Regions from separate parts of the Mus musculus genome. Here region 2 is linked to region 1. The links are chromatin contacts, called in public HiChIP or PLAC-seq maps. All regions are on one chromosome and are shown on one strand. Each heading gives the region's core, a stretch centred on a gene start, on an enhancer-like site or on the middle of the called end of the contact. The rest is flanking DNA. Distances are from core to core; before and after follow the strand shown.

Region 1 (5,925 bases), core at 259-2,758:
GTTCAGAATGTAATTCTGACAGTGGAAGAAAGAGAGCTGTCCGGACACTGGGACTATTTATCATTGGGCTGCTCAAAATGATTAAACATCGTCTCCAAGTTAGACAATGAACAATGAAACAGTTGTGTCTGTGTAGATTTGTTTTATTGATGTTATTTTCTAGAAATTCTCCAGTAATAATCTTTATGTTTAACTTCTCTCAAACTACTGTCCATCAAGAGAGGCGGGATGCTGAACAGCGGTTAAGCACTAACTCTCTGGGGTCAGGTGGAAATGGGTTTGAATCCTGCTGCTGCCACGGTGTTGAAGGATTGTATACATCCACACGTCTTAATTTCTCAGTTGCAAAACGGGACTGATAGCATCGTTTACCAAGTAATGCAGTCACAATGGAACTTAAACATACCTACTCGTCCATATGAATTAGGGCCTGCTTTTTATTATGTTCTCATCAGTATTAACTCTCATAGCTATGCTCGGGTCTCCTGCACCGTCGCACCAAGTGCTCTGGGCTTCGTACGATCCCATGTGACTTCAGTTAACACTTAACTTAGGCAGAGCACCGGCGGAGTGGCAGTAAGGATGGAGTTGTAGCCCTTGATGATAATCCTGTTTCTTCCGGATTTACCCTGCCTATTTGGGGATGATCCTTGGCAAGTGGCCAGTTATGAGTTCCTCTTTCCCAACATCCTTCAAGTTACAGACTCACCATTCTAAACAACCAAGGCATTTTCCATCCCTCAAAACTCATGGTCTACAGACCTAAGGAAAGAGAGAAAGTCAGTTAGGAACCGCTTGCGGGACCAAATTCTAGACCCGAGCATCCATTTTTAGTGCAGTAACCCAAAATAGTAGCCCTAGCCAGAATTCGTGCTCTCATTTGGCATACGTTGTGCTTAAATTTTTTTTTCCAATTTGTTTGTCAACAATTGACTGGCAGGCCTCACAGTGAAGTTTCAGGTTTCCAGAATTAGATAATTAGCCCTACCCCCCCCCCCCCCATTCCCAAAGGCAGGGATTCCCAGAAGCTGTGTAGCAGCTGCCCCCTTCAGGCAGGGTATGGGACCTCCAATTTGCCATAGTCCCCATCTCACCTGTTTCTGTCATCTATTCTTGCCTAGCCAGGAAGATGGTGGAAGATGGAGCCTGATCCAAACACGTATATGTGCCAGGGTGCGGGTATCGCTAGAAACTACTTGCTGGGAATCTCTTAGGGTCCGGGGATGTTTTTGTAAAAACAGAAGCAACTTTGGCAGCAGCAATGGAAATGGTACTCGGTAAGCAGGCAATTAGAGTTAAGCGTTTCTGGCTGCTATTAGCAGCTGTCTGTGTGGGCCCAGCCGTAGCAGTTCCATGGGGCTGCTGGTTAAAAGTCACAGAATTCCTGCGCTACTGTCCCCTGTCAGCAAAGTGCTGAGACAACAAACTTAACCTCTCTGTCCAGTGTGAGCCTATCAGCCATGGTTATTAAATCCCACAAAAGGGAGGAGAGGAGAAGTGAATAGAGCTGAGCGAAAGAGCGCTTTCCCCATTTGGATAGCTGTGCAGAACGGAGCTCCTAGAGAACGGCGCGCAGTGTAATTGCTGGCCTGAAAGAAAAAGGAAAACTATAAAAGGAAAGAGAGGGGGGATTGATAATGAACAATTTATCCTCAGAGCTAACAGTTAATTAATTCTGAAAATATCTGTCAGGCTAAAAGAAATGGGGGGGGAGGGCTATGCCACATACACAATTAATAAAATAATAATAACAAAAAGGAAAGAAAAAAAAAGATTTTTTTAAAGGTGTTACTATCTTCTTACAGGCTGGGCCCTGGGCTTCCCAATGTCATTTTCAACACATTTTTCCCCCTCCGTCTCTTTTCAGAAATTGTTCTCATGAATGATTTATATATGTCTAGTTATCTGAAGTGATTTCTATGGACCCCGGCGCATTGCTGCATAATTGTTAATTTTAACGCCATAATAGCTTCAGATGGAGGAAGAGATTAGGCATTTATTGCACAATTAAATGAAACATACTTGAGAATCACAAAGGGTTCCGTAATTATTTCAGACCATTAATAAAATGGGCATTAAATTATATGGGACACAAAAGGGAAAGGAAATAGATTTTCATTACAGCAATAGAAGCTGAGAGCAGTAATAGATCCTTGTTGAATTATCTTTCTCTCTCTCTCTCTCTCTCTGAAATTAATTGTTGCCTAGCTTATTTCAAAGCAAAATAAAGGAGTGAAAAAAAAAGTGTTTTAAAGCCACGCTGATGAAAGGGCTTTGTTTGATGAGGACAATGGCCAGTGATACACTCCAAAAAACAAGGTAATCTTTGATTCTGGCTTCTTGCCTTTGCTCCCAGCGACTTTCAAGGCAGTCTTTTCAGCAGCTTGGGGTTTCCCCACACCTACCCAACTCCCAGCACAACTTGAAGACTCAGGAAAGACAGGGGAGGGAGAGGACATCAAGGAAGGATGAGCCAATGGTCCCTCTCTCCAGCTGTTCCTGAGGGAACGCTCTGGATGGTTGAACTCAAACTCATGGCATTCAATTCAACAACATGAAGATTGCCCAGCTTGACCTTCTTGAAGGAGAAGGAGAATGGAAGGTCCTCTCACTCACTTAACGACTGTGCATATGCTTTGAAATATTGTGGAGGCCCATTGTACAGATGACAAAACTAAGACTTTGGATATGAAGAAATGCCCAAGTTGTAGACAACAGCTAATTCGGGCGCCCAATGTTATAAAACAAAGAAAAAAACATTTTTCTCCTGAAGTATTCCTGCTCTAGTGGAAAGAGACTGATAACAAGGGACTGGGGGACCAGTGAGGGGCTCTTTAGGTTGTCACCAAGCCTGATGACTTGAACCTGAGTTGAAAACCTGAGCTCTATTCCTTGGACCACATGGTAAACCAACTTTCATAAGTTATCTTCTGGCCTGTGCTTGTGCACACACACACACACACACACACACACACACACGTAAAATAAAATTTAAAACAACAGCAGAAAGTGCAGAGGGGTGGAACACATTCCATTCTTTCACTTTTTTCTGTCTCCTACCTGACCAACAGAATTCAAGGCCATGCTCCCTCCATCACAAGCAAGATCTGTCTTTGGTAGCTCAGTGAGCAGAACCTTGGACCTAACTCTGTGATGTTAATGACAAAAGAAAACCAGGGTCTTTGGAGAGCCCGACCTTCACTTTCATGTCAAGTTACCTATGTGGCCAGCCTGGCCACTGCATTAGACTAGTGAGAAAGAATCTGAAAACTTTGAACTTATGGCCACTCTAGGCCACAATCGCCCAGGAAGCTCCTGATATCACTACCCCCAGGACTCGGATGTTACTCTGGTGTTCAGCCGCCTCTGTGACTGCCTAGACCTGAAGTTTGTATGCAGGGTTCAATCTCAGAGTCTAGGACTCAGGCAGGACTGAGTTGTGTGTTTTCCCTCTACAACTCAATATCACAGGATCTGCCCCATATGTGCATGGATGATTTTTTCACCCCTGAAGTTTCAACAGCCATACCTGTCTCCAGAATCTTGTAATCCTGAATAGGAACCACAGGGTGCAGCCTCCATGACCCCATGGGAAAGAGGAGAAGTTTCCAGGGCATCATAAAGCACACTGGCCTTTAGAGAAAGCTCAGTGGTGGAAGGAACATCATAGGGAGAGGGAACAGGATGGAGGGCCACCAACAGCTCCCAAACCAGCCAGATGTTGCATCACACATAGAAGATCAAGTGAAGAAGGGGCTGAGTTAAGCAACTGAGAGTTGTAGACATGAGACATAAGGCACAGCTTAAGGATTTCTCGTATTGACAAGAGGAGCTTCTCATATGCTAAGACTTCCCTTGACAATACCTCCATGATTTGTGTTTTAATAAAATATTTATCTTCTCTATAAAAAGGGATGATGTTCCAGAAGGGAGTGAGAAGAAATGTAGCCCTGGCTGTTCTGCAACTCTCTGTGTAGACCAGGCTGGTCTTGAACTCACAGAGCTCCACCTCCTGTCTCCTAAGGGCTGGAGTTAAAGGTGAGCACCACTATACCCAACCCCAAATGTAATGAGTGAAGAAAGAAGCTGTCAACATGAGAGCACTTTCATATTCAAACGAACAAGTAAGGGGGCCAAAGAGAACAGAGGCTCCTACAACTGGCAATCATGGAATCGTGGAGAAGAGGAGAATCAACAAGAGACTGGATATGAACGTAAATGGTTTAGATTTTTACTCTGGAGACTGGAAATCACCAACTTTAAGATGATCTATTTTCTGCATCTCCTAGGTACACAATATTTCAAGATTGCTATTTATTGTCAACAAAGAAATCAATTATCAAGACATGGTTTGTTAAATGAAAAAGTCTAAAGTTAGGTCCCTCCCTCCTCCCAGCCTAGCTGACTAGACAGCTTAAGATGCCTCCCTTGAATACCCTAGCCTGACTCAGGGCCTGCATGCGACAGCAAGATGTGCTTAAATGGACAAGGAGGGAAAATCCCTTCACAGGTTTTTTTTAATTTCACAAAATTAATAAAAAATAAAAATACATCACATGGCAGATGTATTAATAGTTTTATTTAGTCATTCAAGGGTGTATATATGTGTATCATAACATATTATATCCCAGTAATAAGTATAGGAACTGTTTTCCAGTTAAAGATAAACATTAAAAAGTTTAACTATGGATCTGGAGAGATAGCTCAGCAGTTAAGAGCCCTGACTGCTCTTCCAGAGGTCCTGAGTTCAATTCCCCGCAACCACATGGTGGCTCACAACCACCTGTAACAGGACCCCATTCGCTCTTCTGGTGTGTGAAGACAGGTACAGTGTACTCATACACATTAAATAAATAATTCTTTTTTTTAAAAAAGTTGAACTGTGTAAGTGATAGCCATGAGAAGAATCTGGTGAAAACCAAAAGGCAAAATCAATGGAGAGACCCAAAGCCTTGGAGAGGAAAGGCAGAGACACAGGAGGCAAAATCCTAAGCACAAGAAAATAAGGAAAGTCACCTCAAGCGCCCATCATGACAAGTCCTCAAAAGGAAGGGCACCACTGACAGCATCAGGGTTAAACTTGCCTTCCTTCCAGAGAAATGAGCTGAAGAAACCTACTGTGCTGTGGCCCTGGGCAGAAAACAACAGCAATGACAACGCTGTTCTTAATCAATGCACTAGACTCAACAGGAGTTTTCTACCTCAGACCTGCCTACCCTGACATTTATCATCTTCCTGATCCCACAATACTCGGTCTAGAAATCAAAGTAGCCAAGATTTGCAAAAAAAATGACCAAAAGACAAATGGAATTACTCATGCCTCAGGATCCCTACCACCACCATATTTCAGAAACTATTCATCAGGACCCATCATCCCTCAGAACTCCCCATCCTTCAGGACCCATCATCCTTTAGGACAGCCTCCATCCCTCAGGTCCCCTAAAGATTCCCCATCTCTGAAGACTCCTCAACCCTCAGGACCCTCCATCCCTAAGAATTCACCATTCCTCATCCCTCAGGCCGCATCATCATTCAAGACCTACCATCCTTCAGGACATCAGCTCTCCCGTTCCCCAGGATACCCCATCACTCAAGACTCAATATCTCTCAGGAGCCAACATCCCTCAGGACCCACTATCCCTCAGGACTCCCCATCTCTCTGGACTTAATGATTGAGTTGGGCCAATGAAGTCACAATTTTAAAAAATTTAGAAGGTCGCCAGAAAACAAGCCATCATAAAGAGATCAGCACAAGTCACAAATTTAGACATATATTCCTATATGAAGTACTTCAGTTGTTGAAATTTTATGCATAGTTATAAAATATCACCACGGTGAATATCTTTAAAGAGAGACCGACATTTTACGGCCAAATAATAAAAAGCATAAAAATTGTTCAATAAATTAACCAAATAAAAATTTAAA
Region 2 (6,135 bases), core at 2,979-5,478, 460 kb before region 1:
TTTTTAAAAAGTCATCTAGACTCCTCTACCTGTGTTTTCATTTAGAGCTTCTACCCCGCGATTCGGTTCAGAAAACATGGCAAACAGATCCCTTGCTGTGGAGAGCGTGAGACATTTCACCCTCCTGTGGGCTGGCACCTGGACCAGAATGCATTGGTTCCGGGAAGCAGACTAGTTTTAATTCCAGAAATGCTTATTTGACTCCTGCTGGGTGAGAGCGATTATACAAGATGTAGTTGGTACAGAGATCAAGAGAAGAGTGCATGGTCTAATGGCAGAGGTGGAGAAGCAAGCCAATAGAGAGTAGCAGGCAAGTGGAGGGAGCAGAAGCAATACAAGATGAGCAGGGGCACCAAGGCCTAGGAGGAGTGAAGGGGTGTGGAGTGGACGCTGGAGGAAGTGGCCGTCTGTATGGGTCTCAAAGAACAAGTCGCAAGAGTTATGAGCAAAAGTATAGGACCAGCCCTTCAGAGAATGGTGTCAGCATGAGCGAACACGGAAGTGGGAAATGGAGTGGCTTGTTTGGGAGGTAAGTGGTTTCCTGGAATGTTCAGCAAAGAAGGGGGCTATCGAAGAGAGCCCTGCTGAGGTAAGAGGGGCAGGCAGTTGTGTACGGTATTGCGGGGTGGGGGAACTGGACTTTCTCATCAAATCAAGTTGCTCCTTGTAGAGACTGAAGAGCAGCTCTTTATGAGTAGTCTGAGCCAGGAGGCATCTCCAGGATTCCTGACAAGTGTCTGGGGGGGGGGTTGGGGGTTGGGATAAGGGCAGAACTGAAGGGCTGGGCATGGTTAAGCGCCGAGGGTCCGAACAGGAGAAGGCAGCAGGGGACAGCAGGGGCACAGAAAGGCAAGGAGAGTCAAAGCTGTGTGCTCAGCCCGTGAAGGTCCCGGATCTAAAGTCTCCCATGGAGGTCAAACTCAAAGTTAGAGGCAAGTATTAAGAAGTGTAACAAGCCCAAACAGGGCAGAATAGGTCAGAAGTTAGAAGTTAACTCAGCAGCTTGCACAAGAAAGTGGTGACCCTGGATATTTTACTGCTTGGCCCTATTTAGTTAATGTCAGAGTATGATTCCATAGGTAAGTCTATGCCTGCTCTGTCAGAGGAACCAATATAAAAACGGGCTGATTACCAGATAGATGGTGGATATAGTTAGCGTTCATGAATATGGGCCACGTGGCAATAATGGATGTAGGATGCGGATAGGCTGGGAAGTGCTTTGCAAGTTGGTGCATGCGTGGCTATGAATAAGGTGACCCAGGGCAGGCAGACATCTATCTGGACTTGTGGATCTTAGCTGCTAAAGACTGGTGTGATAGTGAGAATTGTTTATAAGGTATATTAGTTTGCTAGGGGTTGCTGTAACAAAGACTCATAACCTGGGGATCTCGAATAACAAGACTTATAGTTCTGCCAAGGAGGACTCTGAGGTCAAGGTGTTAGGAAGACTGCTGTCATGTAATGGAAGAGTCTGTCCCAGGATCTCTTCTTACCTTGTAGATGGCCAGTGTCTGTTCCCTCCCTCCCTCTCTCCCTCCCTCCCTCTCTCCCTCCCTCCCTCTCTCCCTCCCTCCCTCTCTCCCTACCCCCTCCCTCCCTCTCCCCTCCCTCCCTCTCTCCCTCCCTCTCCCCCTCCCTCCCTCCCTTCCTTTTTTTAAAAAAAATTTTTCTTGTTTGCTTTTTTTGAGACAAGGTTTCTCTGTGTAGCCTTGGCAGTCCTGTAAGTCACTCTGTAGACCAGGCTGGCCTTGACAGAATTTAGAGATCACCTGCCTCTGCCTCTTTAGTGCTGGGATTAAAGGCTTGTAGAACCACCCCCAGATGTCTTTCTTCTAAATGGCTCAGGTGAGAATTTCTTCTTATATGACCATAGTCATATTGGATTAGTGTCCATGCAAAAGGCTTCTCTTTAACTTAGGGGTGCTTTCAGAAATCTAATTTCTGAATAAGGCCATGTTTGGAGCGTGAGGACTTCAATATGTAAAAATTTGGAGGCTTATAAACTAGCTTCTAGCAATGAGAGATTCAGAAGGGAAACTTTTGTGGATGATGATGAGCGGCTAAGGTCAGCATTGAGTTTACTCATTTTGAGATCCCTCTGAGGCACATTTGAAGATGTCAGGCAAACCAGAGCAGACATTGTATGTGGGGCTTTAGATCAAGGTCTGGGCTGGAGATTCAAGCTTAGGAATTGTTGACACGTTCACATAAGCCATAGGAATTCCCCCTTTCACAACCCCCAGGTGAGCCTGTGTGTGTGTGTGTGTGTGTGTGTGTGTGTGTGTGTGTGTGTGTGTGTGTGTGTGTGTAGGGCACTTACTCACAAGGAACCAGAATCCTAGCTGAACTCCATTCAAGTCCCCAGAAGTTCTTGCCATCTGCAAGGGCCCCATATCTTCCAGCTTAAAATAAAGTTTACCTTATAGGCCTGCTACAATGTAGACATTGGGGGTGAGGGGTAGGGATGTGGGGGGGGGGTAGGGATGAGAGGTGGGGGGATGGTGGGTGGGGGGAGAGTATCCTTTGCATATATTTATTCAAAACAAAGAATCATGACTGCTAAATCTTTGTAATGCTGCTCATGTTTATGTTGAAAAAAAAAAACCAACAACCCAGCATATTAAAAAGTATGATAAAAGAAAGGGAGAGAATCACTCCACACTTCACATGCTGGGTCAGTTCTCATTCCAGCCTTGTCTGTGTGGTTAATGGCTTTGTGCAGCCTTTGACCTCCTTCCGTTACTCCAGGGCTTCTGTGACAACATGAGATGTCAGTGGGAGCCTGCTTTGAACTCAGACACAAACAACCCTCAACCAATGGGGTTGGAAGCTGGCAGAAAAACACATCTCCCCCTTGATCATGGGGAAGGAGGAAACACTGTGAGAACCCTTATTTATTTCCTCAGGAGAAAGGGCCCCTGGCAAGGCTCAAATTCTATTGTGTGTGAATAGACTTTCTCTCCCTTCCAGGTTTCACAGTCTGGGGTCTCTAGAATGAGTTAAGTTCCCATCCATCATCATCTTTGCTTCAGATCATTTTACTCCAGGAATGTATGTCAAACCTTCATCCCAGAAACAGTCATCTTCAATATAAACATGAATCCGATATCGTCCTATGGTGGGGGTGGGGGTGGGGCAGAAACACACTTATAGAATAAGGTAATTTATGCAGCCTTGAATCCTGAGGAGTGTGCAGGGCTGAGGCTAGGCTGAGATAGCTGTGCTATGTGCAGTGACGGAGGTACCCATTCTCACTCATGTGAGAGTCAGCCTGTGCTGTTCCACACTGTTACTGCCATAAGCGATCCAGTGCGGTCCCCTGGTGTGTTCCTAAAAGCTTGTTCCAGACAGGACCCGTGCTTGCCAGGTAGAGATCTCTGGGTTAGGGCATATTCTTCCTTGTACCACTAGTCTGGGTGAGGGACTATGGTAGAGGCTGTAGGCTATGGTGATGGAAGAGCTGGGCTCACATTCATCTACTACTTATTAGGTGTGTAGCAACCTCAGGACCTCTGTCAACAATGAAGCCATGGAGGATAGCAACAAAGCAGAGCCTGTGGTTGGAGGGAAGCCTGCTCCACTGGGCTGGTTGGAGCCTTTTCTCATGACTTGGGTATTCCAGAGATTCTAGCACAATGAACATTGCTTCTGTCGTGGGTAATATGAAAAAATCTGTATAGAAAATTAGAATAGAACCACTATAGAACCAGTAAGCCTTTGGTTGAATAAATAACACTTAAGGCTCCTCTCTGCCCAGGGAGGGTCTTGTGCTGAGCTGTAGAGGATAGTAGTTGGAGGTTTGGCTGTGCCTGGTTTTGCTGGTAGAGGTTCTGTGAGGATAGTGAGCTGGCAAGTCTGTCCTTCATTTGGGGATTTGGTTGCTGAACTTGAAGGTTATAGAAGTAGTGATGTGGAGGTGAAGTAATGAATGGGGTATGGATGCCCCAAGTGAGGAGTGATGGAGGCAGATCCTGGATCCAGTGAAAAGATGCTGGTGGACCATAGAAGGTACGGGTCAGGAGAATAAATCTGAGGTTTGTAGCAGGGCCTCTGGGGTAGAGGCTGCTCCCAGGTCCTCCCCTTTATGACATGGCTTGTAAAATTGGGGCAGACGTCCACTTCTTAGTGCGTGAGCCTTCTTTTTACTCCCTTCCAAAGACCCCAGTGTTCTTAGGCAGGACTGCATTCTGCAGGCACAGTAGCTTCAACAGTGTCTCATTTCCCCAAGAAACAGTGTAAGCTGGGCACGAGGCCAAGTTTCTCCTCTCCACTGCTGCTAAAGCAGCTCCTTACTATTCATGACTTTACCGTGGTCGACGTCTGTCAGTCATGGGGTTGGAGTTATGTAAAGAAGTGTTGGCCAGGGCTACTGGCTGCTACCACACAGAAAAACCTACTTGTTAAAATTTTTTTTAAAAACTCTTCCTTTTTGTGTATCATATTGAAGAAAGCATAATTTGTAACTTTTGTTTCCCCTTCTCCCTCACTCCTACACAATTGCATGGCCCTAACCGCCATTATCCATGGAACCTTTCTCACCACATTCCCTCTCAGAGACCACAATGGGACTCTTTCTGGAAGTGCTCATTCTATACCACTGCCCATGTTTCTGCAGCACTGGACACCTCTGTCCATGTTTTTGAAGCTCTGGGCATCACTGGGTGCGCTTCTCAGCTTTCTCTTTTGCCTTCGATATTGGTGTCACTTCCTGTGTCTCCTCCATGTTTCTGACATCTCTGGTGTCCCATTCCTCTGCAGACGCTGTGTTGCTTTACTTCTCACCTTGTCTCCTCATTGTACCCTAAGTCCTGAGTTTTTTGGCCCTTCTATATTTCTCCCACAATCTACAAGTGATTGACACTTGCTCTATACCTACAATCCATCTCTTTTTCCTGAAAATGCAGACCTATATATTTAACTGGCTATAGAATTCAAGAATTCCTTCGAACTGAAAGTAGCTACAAAAGGCCCATCTTTTCCTAGAAAGCCAGATCGACTTCAATGGTTTCCTTTCCCAGATGCGTGTTAGTCCTGTGTGCTCAGCTGTGGGAGTCTTGGGCATCATTCCTGGCACCTTCCTTTGGGCATCCTTCGAATGCAGCCGATAACAAATCCCTGTTCTTTTCTGCCCTCTTCACACATCTCCTGCTCATTGTCTCCTCTCTATAAGCCTGTGATGGGTCTCCTTGGCTCCAGCTTTACCATATTCAATATTTTCTTCAAGCTCTTAACAGCATGCTCTTCATAAGCACAGATCTGATCCTTTCACTCTGTGGGCTATCCAAATTCAGCCCCACAATTTACCTTCTGCCTGTCTTGTCAACCCCAGTTTCATCAGAGATTTCCTTACAACACTGGGTTAGTGAGAGAATAGACACACAAGAGAAACCGTCGTTAATTCACCACTAAGCACACCAGGTGTAGAGTTGCTCAAGATTTCAGTTTCAAAGACTTGGTAAACCTGTGGGATGTGTGGAAGACACTTTTAAAATTAAAAGAAAATGTATTCTTTGTGACTCTGAAGGGAAGAAGCAGGCAATTTCAGCTGGTAGGTTCTAATTCAATGTAACAGTTTCTCCCAGTGAGAACTGACCACAGACTTGGATCTCCCTGAAGTAGCGAGCGCCCCCCCACCCCCCTTCTTAGGCGACCTCAGAACAGTTGTTGAATGGCTATGCAGGCAGGTTGAGAAAAGAGCCATACAGGCATTCTCTGAATTGTTAGGCTTCTATGAGAAGAAGGAGAAGAAGCTGAGGTTTTTTTTTTTTTCTTTTTTCTTTTCTTTTTGTCTTCGTCTTTCAAGTGTCTGGCTTTGTGCCAGGAGACTATATATACTAATTTTTGTTCTGACAATTACTCCAAGAGAGACTGCCGTTTTGAGATCCATTTTATTGAACAATCTAAAGCTCAGAGAGGTGAGGTAACTTCCCGAGGCCACTAGGAAGGTAAGCGATGGAGCTGGACTCAGATTCACTCTGGCGTGGTTCTAGCCAGTTCCTGTCTCAGTTCTGTCTCTAGCCAGTTGCTGTCCATCTGACTTAGAACCTTCTCACAAGGACAGATTCTGAGACCTCATTTAAGATCTACTGGATTAGAAATTCTCGGCATGGGGCCGACCGTCTATACTTACGACAA

Evidence for each region. HiChIP or PLAC-seq counts read pairs in DNA pulled down with a chosen protein or histone mark.
Region 2: a contact with region 1 is called in an H3K4me3 HiChIP or PLAC-seq map of embryonic basal ganglia, with 4 times the contacts expected there. The contact joins two enhancer-like sites. A contact is called at or near these places in 3 of 484 Hi-C or Micro-C datasets (all in embryonic stem cells) and 1 of 115 datasets of contacts at active chromatin or transcription factors (embryonic basal ganglia).

What each region holds. Positions count from the first base shown.
Region 1 is chr9:99,950,429-99,956,353 of GRCm38.p6, reverse strand. No RefSeq gene overlaps it. Among named protein-coding and RNA genes, the nearest start is that of Gm23594, 9.7 kb to the right of the region's middle. Within about 2 kb of position 1,508, at least 9 of the 459 cell types and tissues checked have an H3K27ac peak or open chromatin away from gene starts, as enhancers often do. A contact at or near this core is called in embryonic basal ganglia, where this site is marked.
Region 2 is chr9:100,413,619-100,419,753 of GRCm38.p6, reverse strand. No RefSeq gene overlaps it. Among named protein-coding and RNA genes, the nearest start is that of Gm34397, 9.0 kb to the right of the region's middle. Within about 2 kb of position 4,228, at least 20 of the 459 cell types and tissues checked have an H3K27ac peak or open chromatin away from gene starts, as enhancers often do. A contact at or near this core is called in embryonic basal ganglia, where this site is marked.